Linked DNA regions of Zea mays: region 2 is linked to region 1. A link is a contact called in public Hi-C data. All regions are on one chromosome and are shown on one strand. Each heading gives the region's core, a stretch centred on a gene start, on an enhancer-like site or on the middle of the called end of the contact. The rest is flanking DNA. Distances are from core to core; before and after follow the strand shown.

What was found. Hi-C and Micro-C count contacts between places; a contact is called where the count stands out from the background.
Region 2: a contact with region 1 is called in a Hi-C map of leaf, with 5 times the contacts expected there. The contact joins the promoter of LOC100276657 here to the promoter of LOC100501779 in region 1. A contact is called at or near these places in 6 of 25 Hi-C or Micro-C datasets (bundle sheath, ear, leaf and 1 more).

The regions. Positions count from the first base shown.
Region 1 is chr6:152,468,361-152,473,937 of Zm-B73-REFERENCE-NAM-5.0, reverse strand. It overlaps LOC100501779 (Pentatricopeptide repeat-containing protein chloroplastic), which reads left to right and starts at 3,982. Exons shown (of 2, transcript NM_001196439.1): 1 at 3,982-4,693. The coding sequence starts at 3,995.
Region 2 is chr6:152,637,325-152,642,758 of Zm-B73-REFERENCE-NAM-5.0, reverse strand. LOC100276657 reads left to right here and starts at 3,016. Exons shown (of 3, transcript NM_001349453.1): 1 at 3,016-3,279. The coding sequence starts at 3,091.

The DNA.
Region 1 (5,577 bases), core at 2,733-5,232:
TCTTAGATCCATGAGATTTTGGTGATCTCTCCTCCATGGGAATGATAGTGTTTGCCTGTATGTACATTATAAAAGCTACCAGGGGCATTTTGACGTGGGCGTTGGGTGCCATTCTCCATAATTTTTATTCTAAACTCGTAGAGTGGCCATTTCCAGGCATGGGGATCTGCCGGATTTTGCAGTATAATTTCTAGGATTTTTTAGGATTTGAACTGTCGTATGTTGCTAGCTCGCTATAGTGTCATGTTCTTGTTTGCCTGGGTTTAGGGTGTGTGTCGTGTTCTCCCAGCCTAACTATGTCGTGTTCTGTGAGTGTGGTTGTGTTGTGTAGATAGTGGATGTGTGTGTTGTTCGATGAATGTTTGGTAATATCGGGTAGGCTGCGGGTACCCGAACCCGAAATTGTGGTTGCCCAAAATTGCGGGTACCCGAAATTTCGGGTTCGAGTTCGGGTTGAGCTGCTGGAAACCCGAAATATTAAAAACCCGAAAAGCCCGACCCGAAATTTCGGGTAAACCCGAACGCCCAGCCTTAGTTTCCTATATATTTCACGGTTTACTGGTTCTTATTTGCTATCATGTACAAATGCTTAGTCAGTAGCAGTTACATGTGTTTTGTTATACATTAGTTCATAGTCAGATGCTTACTAATATAATTCTTAATTCCACTGGCTGCTCTTTTGTTTTGTACAAAAGCCTCGTGTTGACAAAGCCAATTGGAACGAAGAAAACACACACATTTTCTGTGAATTATGTGTTGAACAAATAAGAGCAGGGAACTGTGTTAGTGGTACAATGACAACAAGAGGTTACAACTTGATAAAGGAAGAATTCTTTGCTAAGACTGGCCTTAAACATGACAGAAAACAATTCAAGAATAGATGGACTCAGTGTAAGTCCATGTATTCTTTTTGGTTGTTTCTTAACAATCAAAGTGGCCTGGGTAGAAGGGCTGACGGTGTAGTTTTAGCTTTAGAGTCCTTTTGGAAGACTCATACTGAGGTTAGTTCACTATGTGTCTTGTCTTTCTTAGGATGCATGTAACTGTTTAGTAATGTTAGCTAAAGGGGCGTGTTACATTTGATTGCAGAAAAGAACTGAGTGCAGGAAGTTTCAATATGGGATTCCTACATACATGGAACACTTAGCAGAGATGTTTCATGGAATCGTGGTTGATGGGTCTAGTTCTTGTATCCCTGGAAGTGACAACAGACAATCAGAAGAAGTGTATGAAGAAGGAGATGATGGAGATGGTGAAGGATTCCTAAACTCCACACCCACTAGTAGCAGCCGCAAAAGGGCCAGTAGTACAACAGACACAACCACTAGTCCACCTAAAAAAGGAAAAAGTTCTATGATAAAGGTGTTAGAAGGAATAATTAATGAAATGCAAACATCAAGAACTGCAGATACTGAAGTTTTCACCCAAATTACAAATACCCAACAAAATAGAAGTACACTACCCATAGAAGAAATTGAAAGTTGTTTGAACTTGGCAGAAGCAAGTGGAGCTGATAAAGCATCAGATGAATACTTTGTGGCCACCAAGTTGTTTAGGGATGACTACAACAGAGCTATCTTCAACCGATTTGATACAACAGACCAAAGGTTCAACCGCTCAAGTGGCTGCAGAGATGGTGCAGGGAGTACTATGGTTGACTAGGAGATTATGTCATTTGAGAGTCTTTTAGTCTATTGTGTGGACTTATGTCATTTAAGAGTCTTTTAGTCTGTTGTGTGGACTTATGTCATTTGAGAGTCTGTGTTGTTACTGCTTCAGTTTTATGCCAAACTATTTACATAATATGTCTGCATTGTTATTGTGCTGATGCTAGTAGAATTAACAAGAATTGGTGTTATTCACTTATTCACTTGTTTCTGTGAAGTATATTTTTCTCTTATAATATTTGTGATGGTTATAAACTTATTCGGTGTCTCTGTCACTGAAGGTTGCAGGAACTGGTCTGGTGCAACAAGCAGCCATGCTTCTAAGAATGAGAAATAAGAGGAGAAGGTACATAGCATGTGCAGCAGCTGTTATTGGTATGTTTCACTATGAGACTTACATGAACAAAGGCTCTTATAGAATTCCAGCTCAATCTGGCTATGCTTGGGTAATGCAAACACTAGGTAATAGAACTAGTTGCTATAACATGTTTAGGATGAGCAGGAATGTGTTCGATAAATTGCATAGTGTGCTTGTTGAATGTTATGGGCTGACAAGCACTAGACGAATGTCATCATTAGAGGCATTGGGTCTATTTTTATGGATCTGCGGTGCTCCTTAGTCATTTCGGCAGGCAGAAGATCGTTTTTGTAGGTCACTAGAAACATGTAGTAGAAAATTTGACAAAGTTTTAAATAGTGTAAACAAACTGGCAGCAGACATCATTAGGCCAGTAGATCCTGAGTTTACATGTGTTCATCCAAGGTTGCAGTCACCTAGATTTAGCCCTTTCTTTGACAATTGCATTGGAGCCATTGATGGCACACATATCCCAGTTGTGGTTCCTACTACCAAAGTAGTTCAACATACTGGAAGACATGGGTACACTTCACAGAATGTCATGGTCGTTTGTGATTTTGATATGAGGTTTACTTTTGTTGTGGCTGGATGGCCAGGATCAGTTCATGACATGAGAGTTTTCAAAGATGCAATTGGAAAATATGGAGATAGGTTTCCACATCCTCCAGAAGGGAAATTCTATCTTGTGGACTCGGGGTATCCAAATCGTATTGGCTATCTTGCTCCATACAAAGGTACAAAATACCATCTTCCTGAATTTCGTCAAGGTCCAATGCCAAGAGGTAGAAAAGAAACTTTTAATTATGCACATTCTTCACTTAGAAATGTAATTGAAAGGTCATTTGGTGTCTTGAAAATGAAATGGAGGACTCTATTAGATCTCCCTAGATATCCTATGGCAAAACAAAGTAGAATAATTATGGGGTGTATGGCACTTCACAATTTCATTAGGGAGAGTTTTTTGGGAGATAAGGATTTTGAGTTGTGTGACCATGATGAAAATTATGTGCCTGAAGTTGGTGAGTCGAGTACACAAGAACAAGAACAAGTAGCAGGTTCAGTACAAGGTGAAGAAGATCGGAATATGAATCAATTTCGTGATTGGATAGCAGATGGCTTGTTCAACAAACTGTAATGTTTTTGTGTGTAATAAATATTACAGAAATGCACTGCTTCTTGTGCTTTGTGCTTTGTCTGTGCTTTCGTGATCGAAATGTTTACTGTATTGTTCACTGTAATAAATATTGCTTTGTACTTTCATGATTGAAATGTTTACTGTAATGTTCACTGTAATAAATATTGCTTTGTGCTTTCATGATCGAAATATTAAAGAAGATCGAAATGGTTACTGTAGTGTATATTGCTTTGTGTATCTGTATCTGCACCAGACGTGTATAGCAGGTGGCTTGAATAGCGCAGAGGCGATTTCAGTATTTGCACCAGGCGTGTATGCATGCAGTAGATAGCAGGTGGCTTGAATAGCGCAGATAGCAGGTGGCTTTGTGTTACAGGCAAGGGTATTTTAGCCTTTTTGTAGTGTTTAGAATCTAATTAGTTCTAGAACCAAACAAATAGAGACTAAAGTTTAGTCTTAGGATTAATTGAAACCAAACATGACCTTAGACAGACCGCAGATATGGCAATATGCTAAGCTTTAACATAGCAGTTTAGACGTGCAACCAAACCCGGAATTTTAGAGAAACCCAAACATCCATTCCGTCTACAGACCCATCCGAATTCAGTGAGGTACTGGGTGGTACTGCACGTGGCTATCCCCGGAGGCCAGGACACTCATCTGCCCTTCCTCTCCCCCGCCCCAGTCGCCGTCGGCATTCAGCCCTCCCTTCCTTGGCTTGGGCCACGTCGCCCCTTCTCCTCCCCACACATCCATACTGAAGCCTCAAAATCCTCCGCCTCACTCCCATCCCATGCCCTCCTCTCAACCCTAGTCCTTCCCCATCCCTTACTCATGGCGCTCTCTTCCCACGCCACCACCGCTGCTGCGGCGGCGGCCGTCGGCACCTTTCCCCAATCCACTCGCTCCTCTTCCCGGCGATTCCCCGCGTCGTCTGTCTCCCCCCGCCCCCCGCCGCCCCCGCGCTCCCTACGCCTCGACCATGCCGTGGCGCCGTCCCTCTCCCCCGCCACCATGCCCGCGCCCGACGGTCTCCTCGCTGCAGCCATCGAACACCTGGAGCGCGAGCCAGCATCCGTCGCAGCCGACGAGGCTCCGCTCGCGGCGCTGTCCCCGCGGGAGCTGCAGCTGGTGCTCGTCTACTTCGCGCAGGAGGGGCGCGACACCTACTGCGCGCTCGAGGTCTTTGACTGGCTCCGGCGCGCCAACCGCGTCGACGGGGAGACCATGGAGCTCATGGCCGCCATCGCCTGCGGCTGGATCGAGCGCCTCGTGGGGGCCGGCGGGGACGTCGCCGACGTTGCTGCGCTGCTCGGGGAGATGGACTGCGTCGGGCTGCGGCCCGGGTTCAGCCTCGTGGAGAAGGCCGTCGCGCTCTACTGGGACCGCGGGGAGAAGGAGCTAGCTGTCGAGTTTGTCAGAGACGTGCTCAGGAGAGGGGGACTCGGAGCCGGCGCGGGAGGGGAGCACAGCTCTGCCAGTGGCGATGGTGAGCGGGGAGGGCCCGTTGGCTACCTCGCCTGGAAGATGATGGTAAAGAGGCCCCATTTCACATTTCCTGCAGTTCTTACCCGTTTTAATTTGATTTTTCCATTGTTTTGTCTCAACCATTAACTTTGTGCGATTACTGGTCCTGATTTACTTCTTGCTACTGCAAAATGACTACTATTGGGTCGTTTTATTAAAAAGTTCTTGTGATTCTGATGTGCTAATGTTCAACTTGATTTCTGCTTGTTGCCCTGTAGTTCTGATTTCTAAACTTGTCGTGTATGTGATGGTACCTTCGAGTAAGTTGTTGCCAGACCACCAGCTGTATTGAGGTGTTAGTATATGACAAGCTTTGTCTCTCACGGTCTCACCCTTTATAAATTAAGGCATGTGTATGTGGCACTTCAAAGTTTAAAGTGATCTTTGTTTGCAGCAGACTACTCATATTGGTGGTTGAACCCTATTAAATCTTTTTAAGATATCATGTGTTCCTAATTGACTCTTTCATGGTAGTTGCCAGCACATGGGTGCTGCTATAATGTAGTCAGCACGTTTCACATATGTAATTGTTTATTTATATGTAACTTAGTTTTATATATCTCTATTAGCTGTATTAAAATTAAAAAATCAACATGTGTATCATCCTATCAAGTATAAACAATGAATTAATTATCTAGCAATTATGCGCCCATGCCTCATTCATTTATCAATTGTTTACTTTGCCCCTATGTCATTTGGCAAAATTCTAAGGATTCCTTCCATTTTATTGCTAAATGCTTCTAGTTGGTCTATATTTGCTATAGGCCAAGCCCTCCCTGTGTTTATCTATGACATCAAGTGCACTAGTTGGTCTATATTTGGTGTACCAAGGACTAGGGTATTTGTTCCATTTAACTTGTTCATGACCAGATAATTCTGGGGCAATGTTT
Region 2 (5,434 bases), core at 1,767-4,266, 170 kb before region 1:
GTATAGGCCAGGCATTAGGAAAGCTTCCGCTTCTTCAGTTTGCTCACCGCCTCTTCAATTTTTGGAAACCCAACGCTTCGAACGACATTCATGACCACATTGGCCTCCCTAGAGTTGGGAACACAAACTAGGACATCTTTACGTGCGCATAGGAGTTGACATGTCTTGCTAGAGGCCGCTGTTAAATATTGGGTCAAGTAAGAGTACTTGGGTCATGTCTATATGTACGTGAACCTATAGGGTCACACACTTAAGGGGAAAGAAGCCTAACTCGGATTAGATCCAAAATTAGGCAGGACTTTAGGGTTACTAATGGGCCTCGAAGTTAGAAGCCCAACAGAACGCCTATATAATGAGGGACAAGTGCGCGGTTAAGAGAACCCTAATTCACCACTAGTAAACGAGCAGCCCTCTGCCCCTCGCCCTCGTCTAGCCACCGTCGTGAACCTAGCAGTTCGGAACACGATGCTTCCTTCCTATACGTGTGGATACCTTAGAGGTGCTGCATCTGTAGCACTAGGACGAACCCCGCGAGGACGTGAAGGTCGCTGGTGACTGCATAGTACTACTCGACGCGTTCGTCTACATCGAAATGTATTTCACTGCCCTACGTATCTAATGATAATTTCATGATCTATAACCGCATCAGTTACTAGTTTTATGGAGTCAAAAATTTTGTTTTACGCTAGTGTAGCCTCTCCATAATCCTTGGTCACCACAACTACGCGCGGATGCCACCACAGGTAGACATCGAGGGCGAAGCAACCTCTGTGGACTAGGAGCAAGAAACTCGAGCGGCGGCCAACGGTCCTGACAGCCATCAACTGTGACATCGCTTTAAGTGCCCAACATCGTGTGGGTGTTCGACGAGCTACAAGGGCTTATGCTGCTCTCGCGCCCCGACGCCGGGGACATCACGCTTATGCTACTCTCCTATGCCATCGAGGTTGATCCTCCCCCAAATGTTTTGAGGTTTCGTTGATTATTTGATGGAGAATTAAACCTTAGAAAATCACGTTACTTTGGTGTGATGGGGTGGAATCCAACGATAATATATCTGTTCCCGTCAAACTATGTATGAATGACTTTCTTTACATTTTAGAACCATCATTCATAGTTGATTTAATTTACTAATCGCTATATGCTTAATTGAATTAGAGCAATGAAATTCGGTGATTGATTTACTGTGAATTTTTTACATCACCATTGCTCTTTTTGTTGACTTTAACAGAACAAGTCCTGTGGCTATGTAGGAAGGTTTATTTTTCCTAGTATGTTGGGAACATGAGGTCTGAAAGTTTCAGTTGGGTGAGAATATGGATAAATATTTGTAAAGTGAAGGTAGTATTTTCAATCAATTTAAAATAATTGTGACCTTGAATTGATTCATCCTTCTATTATGAACCAACTTTTTTGGTTCATCAATCAAGCAATCTATATTCATTTTTCAGTTATTATATCTATTCTCCAGTTGTTTCATACTTCACTCAATTATAGGTAGCACTTGTCAACATTCAATATTTTTTAATTATGCAGAAATCAATTGACATACCAAGCTTAGAAGATACCTATGATCCATAAAAGGAACATTAAAATGATGATCCCATTACAGAGAACGAGAATATACCTGATCATAGGAGAAGGAAGCATGTAAGACTCAGTAATATCTTACAAAAGAAGGCTGAGAGGCCAAAGTACTTTGAGAATAGAAAGGTTGTCAAGATCTGAAAACAATAAAATATTATAAAAGTGCTCCCTTTGCACAACATTATGAATAAGTACACAAAACATACATATGTTAAAATGGTTAAGGAAAAACGTGGGAATTCAAAATACACCAGTGTCATACAACTTTGTCGCAAATCAGTCAACCGTGTCAAATTCTCAGAAACAGATGATGCCAAAAAGCAATGTTGTAGCACTGCACACGATCACACAAATCCTACTGCATACCATCTTGCCACGAAGGTGATGCATAGAAGATATGTCCCCCTCCCCATTATTTTCTATTAATTATGCATCGATCCTACTGCAGACCATCATTGCCGCCTTTTAAATATGCATATTTGCTATCCATGATATGGATAATAGTAAATTAACCTTAAATGCATTTAATACACACAACAGAACTATTACTTTGATTATGTTATCCTTAAGATCATCGATCTAAAACTTTGAATGTGTCTATATTGCTAATGGTGTTACATTTGTAGACCGAATTGTTCTACTACTGTGGCTAATTGTCTATTTAGATAATTCTATCACCTTTATATGTATCTATATATTTTGCTGCTCCTATGTATTAAAAAACAGTCTTTTAAATAGGTAAACACATCGTGCAAAGCGCAAACAAGTTAAGCTATTTTCAATGATAAGTTTGTAGCACTCTTTGCAACACTGTCATATCATTTGAAAAACTAAAAATAAAACAATGTCTCTTAATACAAAATTACTTCACTATTTTACAGACTAACATATCAATTAAATGATGCAACTCAATGACCAATAGAAAGTAATAAAATATGTGATGATGAAATAAATCATTTTTAATGGAGGTTTCACACGATTTTTAAGACCTTGAAAACAAGTTGGCATAGTTTCATCCTCATAAAACTAATTTTATCTAATGAAATCCAATCCTCTTAATACATGCTATATTATAAAAAATGGTACTCCCTCTGCCGTAAATTAAAATTCGTTTTAAAGAATTAATTGATTCATATAATATTTAATGTATGTGTTTTGTATATATGTCTATATTTATTATCATCTGTTTGAATATAGATATAAAAATCAAGTGCTAAAACAAATATTATTTTGAAACCGAGGAAGTATGTCACAGTGTGCATAAAACTATAAAACCATGACTGAGAATAGCCTTTGTAAAGAAAGGGCGAAAACCAAAGCCAAGCGCACTGCAATTTACACGAACGCCCCTGGCTCGTCGCCTATTTGTATTTTCCGCGCCTCACGCCTCGCGCCTCGTTGCTTCTTATCCTTTATTTTTTTCCCCAACCCGTCGTCGGCTGCCGGCTGCGGCACTCTGGGAGGAAGGCCCCAAGCCCTTGCCGCCGGAGACGAACCGAAACGATGGTGGGCGCCAATGAAGTGGGCGGGCTGGAGTGCGAGCGGAAGCCGCTGGCGGAGGTGGTCGGCGACTGCGTCCAGCGCTGGTTCCAGGACGCGTACAAGGAGGCGCGCAAAGGCGACGTCGCCAACCAAGTGCTTGTAGCGCAGATGTTCTTCTCGGGTTATGGAACCCCCAAGAACGAGTATAAGGTATAGCAATGCACCTCGTTTAAAAATGAATTCTCTTTTGATTCAGGTTACTTGTGCAGTCGTCTGTGCTAGGTAGATGGGGGTTCGATTCAACTTCCTTGTTTAGTTTAATTTATTATAATTTTCTCCTTTTCATAGGGATGATTTTTCTGTTTGGACGATCTTAAGGGACTGCTGGTACTGGGTTTACCTGATTAAGTCGAGATTAAATGGTAGGGGTTTTAATATGTGGACTTGCTTCCTGGATGAGAGAGTTTTGAGTCGTTTCTAAAAAAAAGATTAAGGGACCCCCTGTTTCTTGATTAAACCACAACAGAAACACAGTGTATGGGAACTTTGTTTCTCTTCCTGGCTGAAAAAAACAGTGTATGGTAAAGCTGTTTTTTTGGCAGATCCAACACTAATATTACTAGATCTCATCATAATCTATCCCAGTGATTCAGATCCAGCCTTAAGTCGCTTTGTTTGCGGGTAAGATACTACCATCCAGTGGGTTTCAACAAGCTTTTGTACTTCCAGACTGGTCATCTGCTGCTTTTCTTGGCCTTCTATGCAATCTGCTGACACTGACAATTGTTTCTCAGTTTTGAGCACAACCCGTGGCTTGTTAGTGCTGCATAGGTGTAGCATGCACTTGTGCTTTTTTACTGGGTGAGGAAATTATATGTTTTTTTTTGTTGTTAACTTTATGTTTGTGGTTGCATCCTGTTTGCAATTCCTTGGAGCTTAAGGTTGATTGGCATAAAAGTTGTTCTGACTTGTCTTCTGTTATAATTGACAGCATCGGCCTTTAGGCATTGTTTTGTGGCAGACGTGCTGTTATGCTTGGAAATTAACATTTGTGAATGTTTTATGATCAATAAAGCGGGCTAACCTATTTTCTAAAAAAGTAAAGGTTGTTCTGTTCATTGCTGTTTATTTTGCTACTAACAATAACTGGCTTACATTGCTTCGACTCTCTCTCAACCTGTAGTTCTTTTGGTAGATCTGTTCATTATCTACTTTCCATGGATATGTGAATCTGGGTTTAGTTTAGGTGAAAAATCACTATTTTACTTGTGAAATATAATTTCACAAATGGTCCTTGAACTTGCCCGGTGTCATTTGGTCTCCAACTCTTAAATTTTGATATGCCTTGTTTGGGATAGCTCCAGCTCCAACAAATTTGGTGGAGTTGGTGGAGCAGGTCATTAGGTGCTCCAGAAAATCGTGGAGCTGGAGCTGTAAGCCTTTAAAAGACATTTAGATAAGCCATTTTGTTTATTATTTAAATTAAAAATATTTTTAAAACTAATTAAATTGATATTATAAACTACAACTCCATACTGGGGCTGGAACCTGGAGCCATCCCAAACACCGCCAAACTTGTACAACAATGTCATATGGGTTCTTGAACTTGTCACGGGTGCTAGAATTGGTCCAAATGGGCTTTGATCTCTCTTGAGCTCCCGATCTTGCTGAGCAGCGTACTGGCGATGGCAGGCCCCCGTGCATAGCGGGCCCTCTCTCTTGTGTCTTCTTCTGCCGCTTCCTTGCTGCCTTGTCCACCGTTGCCTCGATAGGCCTCGGCCACTAAATCATCCCTTGGGCACCAAATTAGCACCTCCACTCTTGGCCTTGGCCACATGGGTGGACCGCTGTGGTGGGCACCTTTACCAGATTTGGGAAGGAAGAGGCTTTGAGAAAGAGAAGAGTGACGGTGACACTTGGTGTCGGGTCCATATCAAAACCCAGTCAGCTTGTCATCTCAGGCGCATGTGGGTCAGAGCCTGTTGGGACCAATGCTTGCACCCAAGGCAAACTTAGAGACCTAGATCACATCACACATAAGTTCGGGGCTTAGAAACCGGTAACGTGGAACTTGTCCACGTTCCTGTGAACGTGGGAACAATCTCGTTCCTGTAGTGTTAAAATCTTTTTTAAGTATCATGGGCACGTACCATGTTCCCATTCCATGACCCCATCGATCCGGGAACCTGGTTCCTCATTCTTGGCCTTGTCTCCTGCTAGCCGAGTAGGAGCTGAAGCTGCCCTTGCTGCTGGAGCAAGAACTTCCATCGTTGCCAGAGCAAGAATCGCCCCCATCTCCTGTGCCTCCCTCATTGCTGGAGAAGGTGAGCAGCAGCCACCCTAGTGGCCCCCAATACCGGAGTCC